2 separate regions of the Mus musculus genome follow, and region 1 is linked to region 2. The links are chromatin contacts, called in public HiChIP or PLAC-seq maps. All regions are on one chromosome and are shown on one strand. The core of a region is the stretch at or near the end of the contact, and the rest is flanking DNA. Distances in the headings are between cores, read along the strand shown. Region 1 has its middle 5.5 kb from the start of Gm15232. Region 2 has its middle 56 kb from the start of Gm1720.

The links. HiChIP or PLAC-seq counts read pairs in DNA pulled down with a chosen protein or histone mark.
Region 1: a contact with region 2 is called in an H3K27ac HiChIP or PLAC-seq map of bone marrow-derived dendritic cells, with 4 times the contacts expected there. The contact joins two enhancer-like sites. A contact is called at or near these places in 3 of 484 Hi-C or Micro-C datasets (the C10 cell line, bone marrow-derived dendritic cells and nephron progenitors) and 1 of 115 datasets of contacts at active chromatin or transcription factors (bone marrow-derived dendritic cells).

The regions. Positions count from the first base shown.
Region 1 is chrX:167,104,043-167,111,131 of GRCm38.p6, reverse strand. No RefSeq gene overlaps it. Among named protein-coding and RNA genes, the nearest start is that of Gm15232, 5.5 kb to the right of the region's middle. Within about 2 kb of position 4,866, at least 58 of the 459 cell types and tissues checked have an H3K27ac peak or open chromatin away from gene starts, as enhancers often do. A contact at or near this core is called in bone marrow-derived dendritic cells, where this site is marked.
Region 2 is chrX:166,714,191-166,720,907 of GRCm38.p6, reverse strand. No RefSeq gene overlaps it. Among named protein-coding and RNA genes, the nearest start is that of Gm1720, 56 kb to the right of the region's middle. Within about 2 kb of position 2,612, at least 13 of the 459 cell types and tissues checked have an H3K27ac peak or open chromatin away from gene starts, as enhancers often do. A contact at or near this core is called in bone marrow-derived dendritic cells, where this site is marked.

The DNA.
Region 1 (7,089 bases), core at 3,617-6,116, 390 kb before region 2:
ATAGAAAAAGAGAAGACTGTTCCCAAATTCAATGCTATGGTTAGCCAGGACTACATAGTGAGACACTGTCTCAAAAGATCCCTGATGGTGATAGTGATGATGATGATGATGACGACAGTGGTAATGATAATAATTTAGAAGGAGGGGCTGGGGCTGTATCACCATGATAGAGAATCTGATTACCATGTGTGAAGTACCAGGTTTAATATCTAGTACCACACAAACAACAAGAAAACGGCATCAGAAACAGGCATCTAGAAAACAGAATTTTGCTAGGGGAATTCTCTAGCACATCTAACTTCAATTTTGAAGAAGGAAGGAGTAATGTGTCAAGCAGCTACTATTCTTTGCTTAAGAAAATGCACTTCAACTTTTCATTCCATTATCCTGGCATCCACCACTCACATGAATTCTGTCTGAGGAAAGCTAAGCTCAAGAATCAAAGGGAAGATGCTTGCTCTCTCTCTCTCTCTCTCTCTCTCTCTCTCTCTCTCTCTCTCTCTCTCTCTCTGTGTGTGTGTGTGTGTGTGTGTGTGTGTGTGTGTGTGTGTGTGTGCATGCGCCCACACACCTGTCTGTCTGTGTGAAAGAGAGACAGATACATTGAGACAAAGAGAGAGACAGAGACTGATACAGAGAGACAAAGACAGAAAGACTGACATAATTCCTGAGAGTGTAAAACAGGCTTGGCCCAGAATTCAAGGTCATTCTCAGTATGACACTGAGGTATGTAGTCAGAGGGCTCTGTTAGTAGCCATTGGGGGAGCCACTGTCTTTCTGGGGCAGAGTTTGTCGGTTCCAAACCAGAAAAGATTTTGGAAGTAAAAACTCACATGCATCCCTATCTTTTTAAACAAATGGCAGCCTTTTGTTGGATAGTAAAAACAAAATTCTTCATTTGCTATGAAGAGAATCCATAAAATACTTTCCTTGATTAGCACAAGGTCTTTCAAATGTTCACCAGGAGAGCTGGTGGGGACTGGGGTGTTCTTCAAAGATTTTCTGCAACATAGCATGAATGCTTTCTAGGAAACTCTACATGATACAGTGCAGAGACTCCCCACTCAAGAGAGAGGATGGCAAAATCCAGGGGAAACATTAACTCATGCCTTGAGCCATTTTAACCTGTCTAATGAACAGAGATCTGGGACGAAGGAGCTGTCACTGACTAGGTAGAAGCAGAGCTGCCCCTAATGTCATCTTGTTTATCGTGACCCCCTACAATACAAAATTATGAAATTCCCAGTGTTAGCAGATGAAGAAATCCTTATCCTACCTCCAGCCCTAAATATAAAATGACTTGACACTTCTCTCTATTGGTACAATTAACCAAAACAATAGTCTGATCAAACAATAACCATACAATCGCATTAGTAGTGTTTCCTCCTTCCTCTGTTTCACCCATAGAAACCATCAAATAAATGTAAGCATGGCCTATATAAGAACACTGGCTTTTCAATCTCCTTAAATATGTTTCACTGTAATTTCTGCTCTTCTAGAGATTCTTATGTGCCTAGTGAAATCACTGAAACTGAAGTAATAACAAAATTTGATAGTAGCATCACTTGGCTAGATGAATTGAAATTTCAAACGAGGAAAAGAGCATTAAAAGGTGGTTTCTGTTGTGTCTTTGTTGACTCATTTTAAAAAAAACTCATTTGTTTACTGTTCTACAGTGTGAGGGAAAAGAATGAAATGAATGCTAAAAGCATGCAGGACAATAAATGATATGGGAAAAATACAAGTCCAGCAAAGCCATCTATGTACTCCAGTACTCCTAAGCCGTGGCTCTTTTGATCTGCTTTCCAGAAGAGGAAATGGAGCTTATGGTCTTTTCTAGCAGGAAACTGAATATTATTAAAGCATGAAGCCCAAGATCCTTTGAGAATATAAATCCAGAAGTCCTGACCTCCGATTCTGTGGTTTTCGCAAAGAGCATCAGTGGGATAACTGGGCAGCAGTGGACTTGAGGACAACTAGTGTCAGCACTTATCTCCATAACACTGATCATCTGTTTCCTTATCTGTAAAACAAAGATGCTAGGTTATGACCTTTATGGTCGCATTGAAGGAAAGAAACAATAGCACTAAAACAATTAAGCACAAGCTGGTGTCGAGATTGTCACTAAGTCACCAAATATCTCTAGTAAATTCTACCAACTTAGAAATGAAGTGACAGCTCATGAAACTCTTAGGTTTGCCCTTTAATCTGAGAGAGGAAATAATATTTACCAGCAATCTGCTACTACAGCGGCGTTGTAGATAATGAAGACCTCCCCCCGCCCTTTGGCAGAATGAATGAAAACAGTCTGTATCAGAGAATTGATGATTCTCTCTTCTCCAAATCTACTCAAGATTCTGTGATGAAGGGACTCAGGTATTTACATTATTGAGTTTGGGTGTTGTTTGATAATGAAGACTCTGTCCTCCTGCCAGACAGAACCACTTCTATTATAGACCAGTCTAAATGTTAGTTAAGTTAAAGAAAACGCTAGATTGCGGTGGGGGGAGAAACAGGGGGCAAGCAGCAATACTGTCTATTTTTTCCTCTTCTACAGGAAGTCTCTGGCCGGAAGTCATATCACAGAGCATGCAGGTGCTTTGCAGGAAAGGACGCACCCACATTAAGCCCGGAAGGAACCCAAGGAAGCCGAGTTCTGCTTGTTTCTCTACCAATTGTATTCCACTCTCTACATTTCCAACCTAGAGCATTTGGCCATGTAGGCTATTCTTTGCAGCTGCATGCAATTAGTTGGGCTATGCTTTTGCTTTTTGCACTTTACCCAAAATTGCCTTGCCCTTTCTTCTCTTTGATGGGCTTTGATGGGCTTGAATTTCACTGGGACACAAGAGCAAACTGGCATTGAATCCCAGACCTGTTTCACTTATCCATTCATTTGTTGATGTAAAAGTTTGGAACACTAGTAGAGCAACTAGTAGAACACTTTCCTAGCATACATAGGGTCCTGGGTTTGATGCCCTAGAACTGAAAAAAACCTGCTCACACGTTGTTGTTGATTTATTTTCATTTCCATCATAGACGAAAAAGGAAAGTTAAGATGATGACTGCCATGGTATTTTTTAAGACAGGCTCTGGTGGTAGCTATAGCTTGTCAACCAAGTATTCGCTCCCTACTTAAGTTATTTCTTTGAGAAAGGGTCTCACTGTGTTGCTCTGGCTGGCTTGGAACTCACTGTGGAAACCAGTCTGGCCTCAAACTCACAGAGATCTGCCTGCCTCTGCCTCCTAAGTGCTAGGATTAAGGGTATGTGCATAAGTCATTTTTAATTGGGCAACATTACCATGTATCTCTAAGGTTATTTATTTGTTAAACTTAATACCCTTGAGAGTGAGAAATCAGAAAGTGGAAGGAGAATAAGAGAAGTCCTCTTTCGTTTAAGATCTTGTGGGCTAGGTCTGTTTCCTCTGCCTACTCTTTGTCTGAAGTTTTGAAAGATAACAAAAACCTTCAGTGGGGTAATATAAAAACCTTTACACAGGCTGCCCCTTCTCTTACACAATATGCATCGTCCTGAAGTCCTACAATGTGATTACAGTCCACATTAATGGCTCATAATGGACGTGTAGCCTGCTTGCAAAGCTCATACGAGTGCATCCTAAAATATGAGCATCATCTGTCTTGGAGGGAAATGCTTCACCCAAGACTGCTAGGATCTGAAAGCTTGGTGTGTAAGCATCTGAGCATCTTAGAAGTTAGAGCCCTCTCAAATTCTCCCTTAATGCTTGTTCAACAGTGCTAAATAACATTGATTGGGACTGAGAGCAGATAAATAACAGAAGACAGCTAAAAGGGCTTCATTTCCCAAAAGAGATTGCTCTCAGCTATGAGAGTGTAAAATGTCCTTCCCTTCCCTAAGTGAGCCATGAGGATGCCTGCTCAAGGGAAAATGGCTCCACCTGAGAGATTCTTTAAGAGCAATTGAGAAAAGGCTCTACACCGGGCTTTTCCTCAGCTGGACCCAGCTTGCCATCCTCTGGGTGGTACCTTTGGATGTTACATGTAAAGGGACTATGAACAAGAAAACAGATGACTTTTGTTTATATGCTAAGGGGTTCCATGTGATGAGTACTAGAGTCTTGGTAATGTTCTTGTGCATCTTGTGTGAATGTTTCCGAATGCACGTCTACCTGAACGTTATACTGAAAACAGTACTATTTATCAATTGCTTGTGAGAAAGCCCTAGGAACTTCCTGTTTCAAGTGGACCAGAATAAAGATGGCAAAGTACCATGTAATTTTCTTTGTCTCTGCTATTTTCAAGCTAGGAAAGGAAGTGTATTTATGAATACTTTAGATACCTCCACTAGTATGCAGATACAAGATGACAGAGGGGAGACTGTAGATCTGGCTTAGCTCCTCCACCTAAGCCTTTGGGAGAAATCAGGACACCTCTGTGGACTAAAGCAAAGCAGTTTGACAGAAGGACTTACGAGGATGGATTGTCTAAGATAGGGGAAGATAGATGACCAACAGAAAGGTAAGATTGGCATGGATAGTTGGGATATGAGGTCAGAAGCCTTTCACCCGCTCCTGCTTCATCTACTGTCTATTCAGAACAAATAGTGGAGACGCTTGGTGGTGGTACAGGGCTGTAATCTTCATACTTGGAGGTGGAGACAGGAGGATCCAGCTTGAAGGTCATCCTCATCTACAAAACGCATTTGAGGCCATGTCTCAAAACATTCAAACCTCTTAAAAAAAGAAAAAAAAAGGATTAGCATCTAGTCACCCAGTTGCCGTTGGTGTCAAAGTTCTAATCACAATATGAGCAGTTTACTGAAGGTAGAACACTGTGGTCACAACCACACGTCCCAAAATAGGCATTTTCTTTGGGCCTACAAGGCCCCTCCCTCCCTTGAATACTGCACCGTTTGCTTGCATGCACTCTAAGTTGCGTGCAATGGCTGGAGGCTTTCTCTTCCCCTATGTTAACTCAAGAAAACAGAAGGATGCCTCAGCCAGACAGCAGCCGCCCTCGCTCGGTCCCTTCCTTCTCTGTGCTCTGGCAGCTGGTGATTTCTTCATTCTCTTAATCTGTCAGGAGAATCGAATCATTGGGGCGCATAGTCCCTCAATTAGAATGCAAGAGCAGCCGCCTCCATCACAGTCTGCCTGGGGGAGCTGTTTATTCCCTAGTCTGAATGTGAAAGCCGTGGCTTTTGGCAGGGTGCATGCAATATGTAATCATGAAAGTTCTTTTTGAAGCAAGAGTGACTAAAGTTCAAATGGATGCAAGACTGATAGTCTCATCTCCATCTTGTCTTCTGGGCTGTTAGTATGCTGTCCTTTTCATATTATTAATTCATTAAGGAACAGCAAGCTCCTGTGGGGTATTACTTTCCGAAGTGGGCTTTTTCATTGTAAAACCACTTACACATAGGGGATTTGGACAATATAGAAAAGCTCAATAGCTGGGGAGGGGCATTAAATCTTTATAAGCTTTGCCCTCAGCTAATGAGAAACTGTTGTTGCTATTCTGACGTAGTTTTTCTCTTTTATATTTGAAACAGAGTCCCATGTGCACAAGGCTGACCTCAAACGTGATATGTAGCTGAGGGTGACTTTCAATTTCTGATCCGCCTGCCTCTGCCTCCCAAGTGCTGGGACATGGTTTTGGTCTCTTTGTCTACATGTTTTCTTACACACACATTTCTTTTTCGACAAACCCAGACAAACCCAGATCATTCTGTTTCTTTTCATGTTGTGAGAAATTTTACTCATATATTCTCATTCTTCTGGAACATGACTATTAACAATTATGCTTACTGTATGAGCATGCCATCCACGTGTTTAAATTGTTTTTGAAGGATATTTAAGAGGCAGACCACTTTTCTCTAATGAATATCTCTGACTGCAGGTTTTTTTTTTACTATATTTCTTAATATCAGCCAAGCCTACATCTTTGAATGAAAATATTCAAAGTTAATGTGTTGTCTGATAGATCAACAAAATCGGCTACACTAATTTGTGGCCATATTAAGTTCGCTTTATTTTTGTTAGTAAAGGATCATTGGAATTTAGGGCTGATAGTGGCCATGCAGTGCTCTTAAATGATGGTGAGACGCTCCATACCTGGGATTTTAGATCTAAGCGGAAAACTTGTCAGAGATGGATGGAGAGTACTTTCTGGAGAGAAATGAGCCCTTTGGCAGAGCCACTGATTTTTATAGTGACATCAGTCCAGAAGTCATTCAAAGGAAGTTTGAAAAAGCACGTTGTCCAAAATTTCTCTACGCTCTTCCAACCCACACATATTGAAGTCAGAGTCTGTGACGAGGTGGACCAGTAAAGTTTCTGTGAGAAGGTGCATGCATGCTTGTACTTCGTTACTGTGAAAAAGAGAAAGAGAGAAAGAGAGAGAGAGAGAGAGAGAGAGAGAGAGAGAGAGAGAGAGAGAAAGAAAGAAAGAAAGAAAGAAAGAAAGAAAGAAAGAAAGAAAGAAAGAAAGAAAGAAAGAAAGGAAGGAAGGAAGAAAGGAAGGAAGAAAGAAAGAAAAACGTGTTAGCTGAACTTGGAGGTCATGTGGTCCGTAAGGTGAAGCCAACCAGGCTCTGTTTTTTGTAGCGTGTTAACTATTGTTTGTGTTTCCACTGGTGATAATAATAGCTAGCCACTTCCCCAGGGATAGTTGGGGCTCAATTCCTGTTTATTCAAACCCTGGAAGCCAGGCCGTGAAAGGCATGCACAAATGGTTGAAAGGGAAGTACAGCTTTGGCTTAGGTGCACAGATCTCTCACTGACAGCAATCTAATGAGGCTTTGGGTTGCTCATGAACTAAACCTGGGGTTAATAGCCTTCATCCTTACTGAGCTTGTGCACTGGTTGTGTGAAGGACTTATGATGTGTTCACAGGGGAAAGAATGGCTGTGGGACAGATAGCAAACGATTACATGGGCCTGAAACAAACACCGGTGTTTTAGAACACTTGGCGGAAACTGAAGCTGCAAATCATCTTATCAGCTCAGGCCTAGAGGGGCCAACTGAAGCTTCATCGAACACATCCTTTTACAAGCTCCGAGCTTTCAATGGGCCTTTGAAAACCAGTCAAGCTGGAGCTGGCTTTTCAGA
Region 2 (6,717 bases), core at 1,363-3,862:
ATAAATTCTCTGGATTTGCCAAGAAAGACTTTAAGAAGGGTAGCTGTCCTCTGTGGTACACTGGGTGTGATCTCCAATTTGAGCCCCTTTTCTATTGCTGTGCTTGAAGAGGTTTGCCCTGAGGAAATCTATGACCAAAATGCAACCTATCCCAAATCCAGCACCAGCCCACACCCTCACAAAAGTGACCCAAAGCTGCCTTTATTCTGCCCCAATGTTCTCTTAGAAATGCTTTGTGGTTAAGAGAAAGGAAGATGAGAAATAGGGAGAGAGATCATCTCTGGAAGGCAACAGTGCTTCCTATGTTAGCTGCCATCAGCAGAGCCTCCTTGGGGAGTCAGCTGTTACTAAGCTGAGCAAGGACTTACTTGTCAACCTAACACACTGCCTCAGAAAGTTTTATCCCCTTGAAGCCTCCTCTGAGGCAGAAAGCATCTTGTGGGACCAGCAGCTTCACTCAGTTTCTACAAGCACTAAAGGAGATCTTTATAAATATCACCTCTATCTTTGTCACCCATAACCACCTTTGAGTTTTCTGCTATATACAAAATGGCCACCAAATGAGGCAGAAAAGGTGAATAGAGAGTCCTTGTTCTCTCATCCTCCTCTTAGGGACTTTAGACACTGGGGAAAACATGAGAAAATTTTTGAAGTACGTAGTCATAGTCCCATGTCAGAGAAGACAATTGTCTATGGTCCTGTGAAATGTGTAACAGTGCAATGAGTTGGCCCCAAAGGGAAGGCAATCTGGTTCTTTCTACAGCTAGTGCACTTGAGAAATAGATATCCTTTGCTGACAGTGACACTGAAAGTTCTTATTGGGAGCCTTCCACTTACACTGCAAATGCCTTCTGCCAGTCTTGCAAGTCAAAGTGACCTGTACTAAAGGAATTCTATTTATGATACAAACTGTTCATAAGAGGAAGTACTGAAAGCATGGGCAGAAAGCAAAAATGATTCTTGCATTCCTTTTTAAAGTTATCACAGAACATCATATATTCAACTCATTGTAAGAGGCAGCTGATGCTCATTGGGGGATAAGGTGGGTGATGAGAAGGGTATTGCCCATTATCATACTACTTACTATTGATTAGAGTCTTTCTGGAAAAAAATAGCAAAAGACTAAGTGGGGCAAAGAAAGATTTCTGGATGTATTATCTAGAATTTTCTCCTAGGCTCTTTATCCCTTTCGCTTATATGAGCTGTTTTACAACTCAGTGCATTATGCAAGAACAATAACAATCCAAGTTATGCTTGTTCATACAAATACAAACAAATGTGTTCAGGCAATACTGTTGATCTTGCTCTATGAATATTGACCTGCTGTGTACCTGTTAATAAATTTGCCTCAATATTCTTTGTTGTCTATCTATACTCCCTGTATGCTTGCATTCTTTTCCTTCATGATTGTTTTTTTTAATTTGTGACATCATGCTTATGTCCTTTTTAATTAATGTAATTATTATATAATTGTTTGGGATTTATGGTTTTATGTAACACCTAATGCATAATGAAATGGGATTAGAATCACCATGGAAACACAGCCCAGGGTAAATCTAGGAGGGGGTTTCTAGAACAGTTTAAGAAAGAAGACCCAACCACAATATGGGCAGAACTGCTGGTCCCTTCTACAGCCGGTGCACTTGGGAAACAGATGCTACAATCCAAAACAACCCCTACCTCAAGTTGCATTTTATCAGAACGAGAACAGTAACTACTATTTCTTTCAAAATTTAACTGGCTCAAACATTTTGCTAAATTGGATATTAGTTTTCAGAAAATTGTCAGGTTATAATTTCCCTGTAGGACATGAGTCAGATTTTTTAATTATTTTTCAATATTATCCTAGGCTTTTATTTTAAATGAACATGTATATTCATGCACATGATTGCTATTCCTTATCTCTGCACTCTTGAGCCTACTAGTTACCTTATTAACTCTTTCTTAGGCAATGCCTACTAAATATATACATGATACCATCTTTTTAAATCAAATGTGTGTGCTTGATATAACATAGTACCTGATGAGCAATAAAAACATTGTTAACCCTAAGATTTCAACCCAGAAACAGCATAATAGTATTTAAACTTATTCTTAGATAAATATAATAGACTATATTAATCAAAGGTCTCAGAGCTGCCTGCACATCTTAGGATGGGATAATAAGAAAAATTACTCAGGATGCTTTGATGTTGGATGTGGGGAAAGCCTACAAACTAGAGAGAAAAAAGAAAGCTCGCTAAGTCTTGAGAGAGAGCCCAGAAACACAGCAAGATAAAATAAGAGCTGGTGGAGATGCTCTGGCGCCAAGTAGAAAAGAGGAGCTGCGGAGTTTTAAGCATGAAGTGTATGAATATTTCATTGTAAGTTGTTTGCTATACCAGCACACACACACACACACACACACACACACACACACACACTGTCCATGGCATTCAGTAAAGTCTATTAGAGCAAAGGCCTTGATCTGGGAACACATGGTTGAAGGATCAAATAAGGCCACTCAATCTGGAACTTAGTAATCATGAAATCATGCATAAGGGTGAAGAGCAAATAAAGGTTAAGGATTTAGCAGAACCATGGTGGCTTAAAACAGGGGGTACATGACTGTCAAAGTTAAAGTGAGAACTTTCACTTCATCCTACTACCAAGTAAACAGAAAGTTTAGGGACTTCCCAGTGATGACAATTTTTCATGCAAATAGCACCCTTTCACAATCATATGTCTCTATGCAAATGAAGCCTTTAATATTTCTGCCCTCCTGTAAGGGAAAAAAAGTCTTTCCATCCTTAGTACTTTGAAAGCACTTTAAACATATTTAAATCTAACATTAATGTGTCCATGTTATAAATACATGTGTTACATATGTGTAGGTATAATACATGTTTTTAAATGGGTGCTTGTGTGAACGTACACACATTTCATATCTTTTCTTTCCTTAATGAGGATAGAAGCTCATTGAGGTAGAAACTATTTCTTCATTTATTTGTCTTCATCACGTCAAAATATCCCACAGGGCCTGGAGCCTCAAGAAATGTCTATCTATTGACTTAGAAAGCCACCTTTGACTCAATTCTCCTTCACTTCACTCTCCCTCATCAGTAAGACCAGAAACTCTAGTCACCAAAGGACTAGTTAGTCCTTTCTAGCTAGTCATAGGCAATGCCACATAACTAAAACCTTGCTGGCTTCTCCCAGGCCCAGGATGGAGATGTGGTCTCAACTGGTAAGTTTCTGTAGGTTCTTGAGTTTCAGGGACCATCATCTAAAGTGGTTCCCTTGGTTCTTCTCATGCATTCAGCCTATCTCTTCCGTATCCCTTCTCCTCCCCAGTAAGTTTCTTTAACACTTTTCTGTTCTTTGTCCACATCGCATCTCCCCATCTCTTATTTAGGTTCTATGTGCGTAATTCCCTGTCCAGTGGGGGGAAAATCACATTTGTTCATTTAGCCACCCACACAGCAATTATTTCTTCAGTACTTCTATGTAGTATAACCTGATCCTTGCTCTCAGAGAATTTACAATCTCATGAAGGACTCAAGCATTAATCAACCAAATGCTCAAAGCAGTGAATGGTTATAAACCTAACAAGAATATATGATGATTAATTTTCATTGGCAACTTGTTTGGATTAAGTGAGGCCTGAGTAATTAGTAAGGTATACTGTAGAGTCTATCTATGAAGGCATCTCCAGAGACGATTAACTGTGGGAACAAGACTCACCCTGAAGGTGGGTAGCACTACTGAATGGTATGGGGTCTCAGACTAAATAAAATGGGAGAGCCAGCTCTCTGCTTCCTGGTCTGACAAGATATAAGCACGCAGCTTCATGTTCCTGTTGCACACAGCTGCAAGTGCATCTGGCCACTGTTATGTCTTCTACACTATAAAGGACCATCAAACCATAAGCCAAAATAAATCTTTTGTTCCTTAGCAGGTATTCAGTCACAGCAATGATAAAAGTAACTGCTATAGCAAGAAATTAAACTTTTTCAATGACAGCATACAACAGAGCAAGGTAACTTGCTGCAAGGGATTCTAGACATTAGGAAGCCTGTGTACTGGCGGTCCTGTGATATGCAGGAGAACAGCAAGACTAAGAAGCTTGTGAGCCAGGAGATCAGAGCAACAAGGAACAGGTCAGATGCCATCAGGTTGTCTCATCATGCAGAGGAATTCATGTAAACAAAGGAACACCAGTGCGCCACAACTCCCGTAATTACCAAGTAGCACTCTACACTTCAGAAAGAAAAGTCACTAGAGAGTAGAAATGTGTGCTTTGCATTTTCTCATGTAATCATGATGGCTGTGCTTTTCTTTTTGTGTGGTAGAAGATTCTAGAAAGCTGTTGTCTAACTTGCTGTAAAAAAAATACTCTGTTTAGTGATAGTGTTTGAGATGCTCAGCAGAAAGGTTTACAACCCACTCACCACCTATTTAAGAGTCAAGTTGGCATGAACAGATTATAATAGTGGTGGCTCTAGCAAAACAGAGACTGCATACTAATTGTGCACTGGTCGAGGAAGGGAAAACAAAATAAATAAATTGTTAACATCTTTGTTAAGACAGTTTGTATCTCAGACTGCTTAGGCTGCTATAGCAAAATACCCTTAGCCTGAGTCATTTATAAGCAATAGAAATTTACCACTTACAGTTCCAAATGTGGGAAACCCATGATCAACTTGCAAGCACCATCAGTATATAGAGATAGCCTGTTCTTCATACATAGAATCTTTATAGTTGTGCCTTAACAAAACAGAAGTAGATAGACTACCTCAATCATGTTGCATAAAGATGCTAATCCCATCATAATGATATCACGACCTGTCTCCCAAAAGCCCCATCTTCCAACACTATCACATTGAGTACCAGCTTCCTTCATGTGAATTTTAGGAGAACACCAACCTTCAAGCCTGAGAATTCTTTTTCAAATTATAAGTTGATTATAACCAAGTGAGATTTGAACATGTTATGTGTGTAACACCAATCTCCAAAGCTTTGGTTAGAATGAAATGAGATGTGAATTTTAATGCATTTCCCATGACTTTGGTCTGGTTTAATTTTTTTTTAATGGCCAGAAAAAGAACAAACTCACATTCACTGTCAATTTTCTCTAGACTGGGAATTATCAGTTTTTATAATGTTTGTCACCTCTTCACTAACAAAGACATGTCAGAGAAGAAAAATCTGGCTGAAATATTTGATTGTCCTGAAGAAACTTTTAATTTCTAAAGTACTGCTAATAGTCAACATTTGCTTTTGAGTCTATTTGGGGTCAGAGCAATGCAAATTGTACATTTGAAGACCACACGTGTCAAACAGATGGTTTCATAACACTCTTCCACTACCAAGGACAAGAAAATCCAGCTGAATTGTAGTAACTTTAAAAAATTCTTTTCTTCCTAAAATGTATATGAAGTGTATCTTAAAAACCACTCATTTTGGAAAAGCCCTTTTACAGTATTGTTTCTGTTTTGTGGGTTTTGCTTTTTGTTTGTTTGTTTTGATATAGGGCCTCATATAAATCAGGCTAGCTTTGAACTTACCATATAGTTGAGATTGTTCTTGAACTCCTGCTCTTCCCACCTCTGCCTCCCAAGTGCCAAGATTAATAACAAGTTTACATACTGGGTAAGGAGAAGGTTTTGTTCAGGCGACTAGAAGGAAGGCTATGGAGACATATTTATATTAGCTTAGCCTAAGATCAGATGTGTGCCAAAGTCTACACAGCCTGGGCTGTTCCAGGAAGGTCTTTTCATCTTCTGTGATGTTATTTAATCCAACAAAGTTGGACTTTGGGAAACAGTTATGGTTTAGTGTATTTTGTCTACAACTTACCCATGTATGAAATGACCATACATTGTACAATTAAACCAAGTCTATAGATTGGGGAAGGGATCACCTTAGAATAAAGATGGTTGGTATTCATACAATAAATAATAAATAAAAAAACCTTCTGAGAATAGAAGGAAAGAGAAATCTCCAGGACTGATATCTTGGGCTGGGGACTGGGATACCATTGAGAAACAACCTGCCAAGCAGATCTTGACATTAAGGGTCTCACTGCATTCCAAGAGGGACCACTGCTGACCATTTTCAACAAAAAATAAATTCCACAAGTTGTTTTTAATGATCTCATTGACTTTTCTTAGATGCTCATGAATCAAGCTACAACTTACTTCTAAAATAGAAAGACATGGGTTCTCCTCTGGGTATGACAAAAACAACAATAGCAACAAAACACTGTGGCTTTTGTAAAGTAGTTTGGGCAAGAAGAAAGGAATGGCATATGGCTTGATGATTTTGAAGTGACCTTTCTGATAGGATCAAAACATTAGGGACTTTGGTACGATGCCAGCTTACACTGATTAGGCTATGCGATGTACAAATGTTTACTAGGCTCCATGTCTTCTGTCTTCTAAAAGACATGTCTTCTAAACAGAAGACTTCTGTCTTCTACCTATCATTAGCAAGTCTCCTGAACAAATTACAACACTTCCCTTCCCTTATTACAGTGGAGATATTTTTCTTGCTCTACACCACACGTTGAACCAGACCCTGAATAATCTTTCTTGGAGTAAAGTCTGGGTCTAAACAACTCTAATGACAACATACATAATGGAAGATCAGCTCTTCGGCTTTATCAGTTCACACAGTTCCATCCCTCAGCCCTTTGTATTTCTTTTCCTTCTAGACCTCTGATAATTTTTTCCTTAA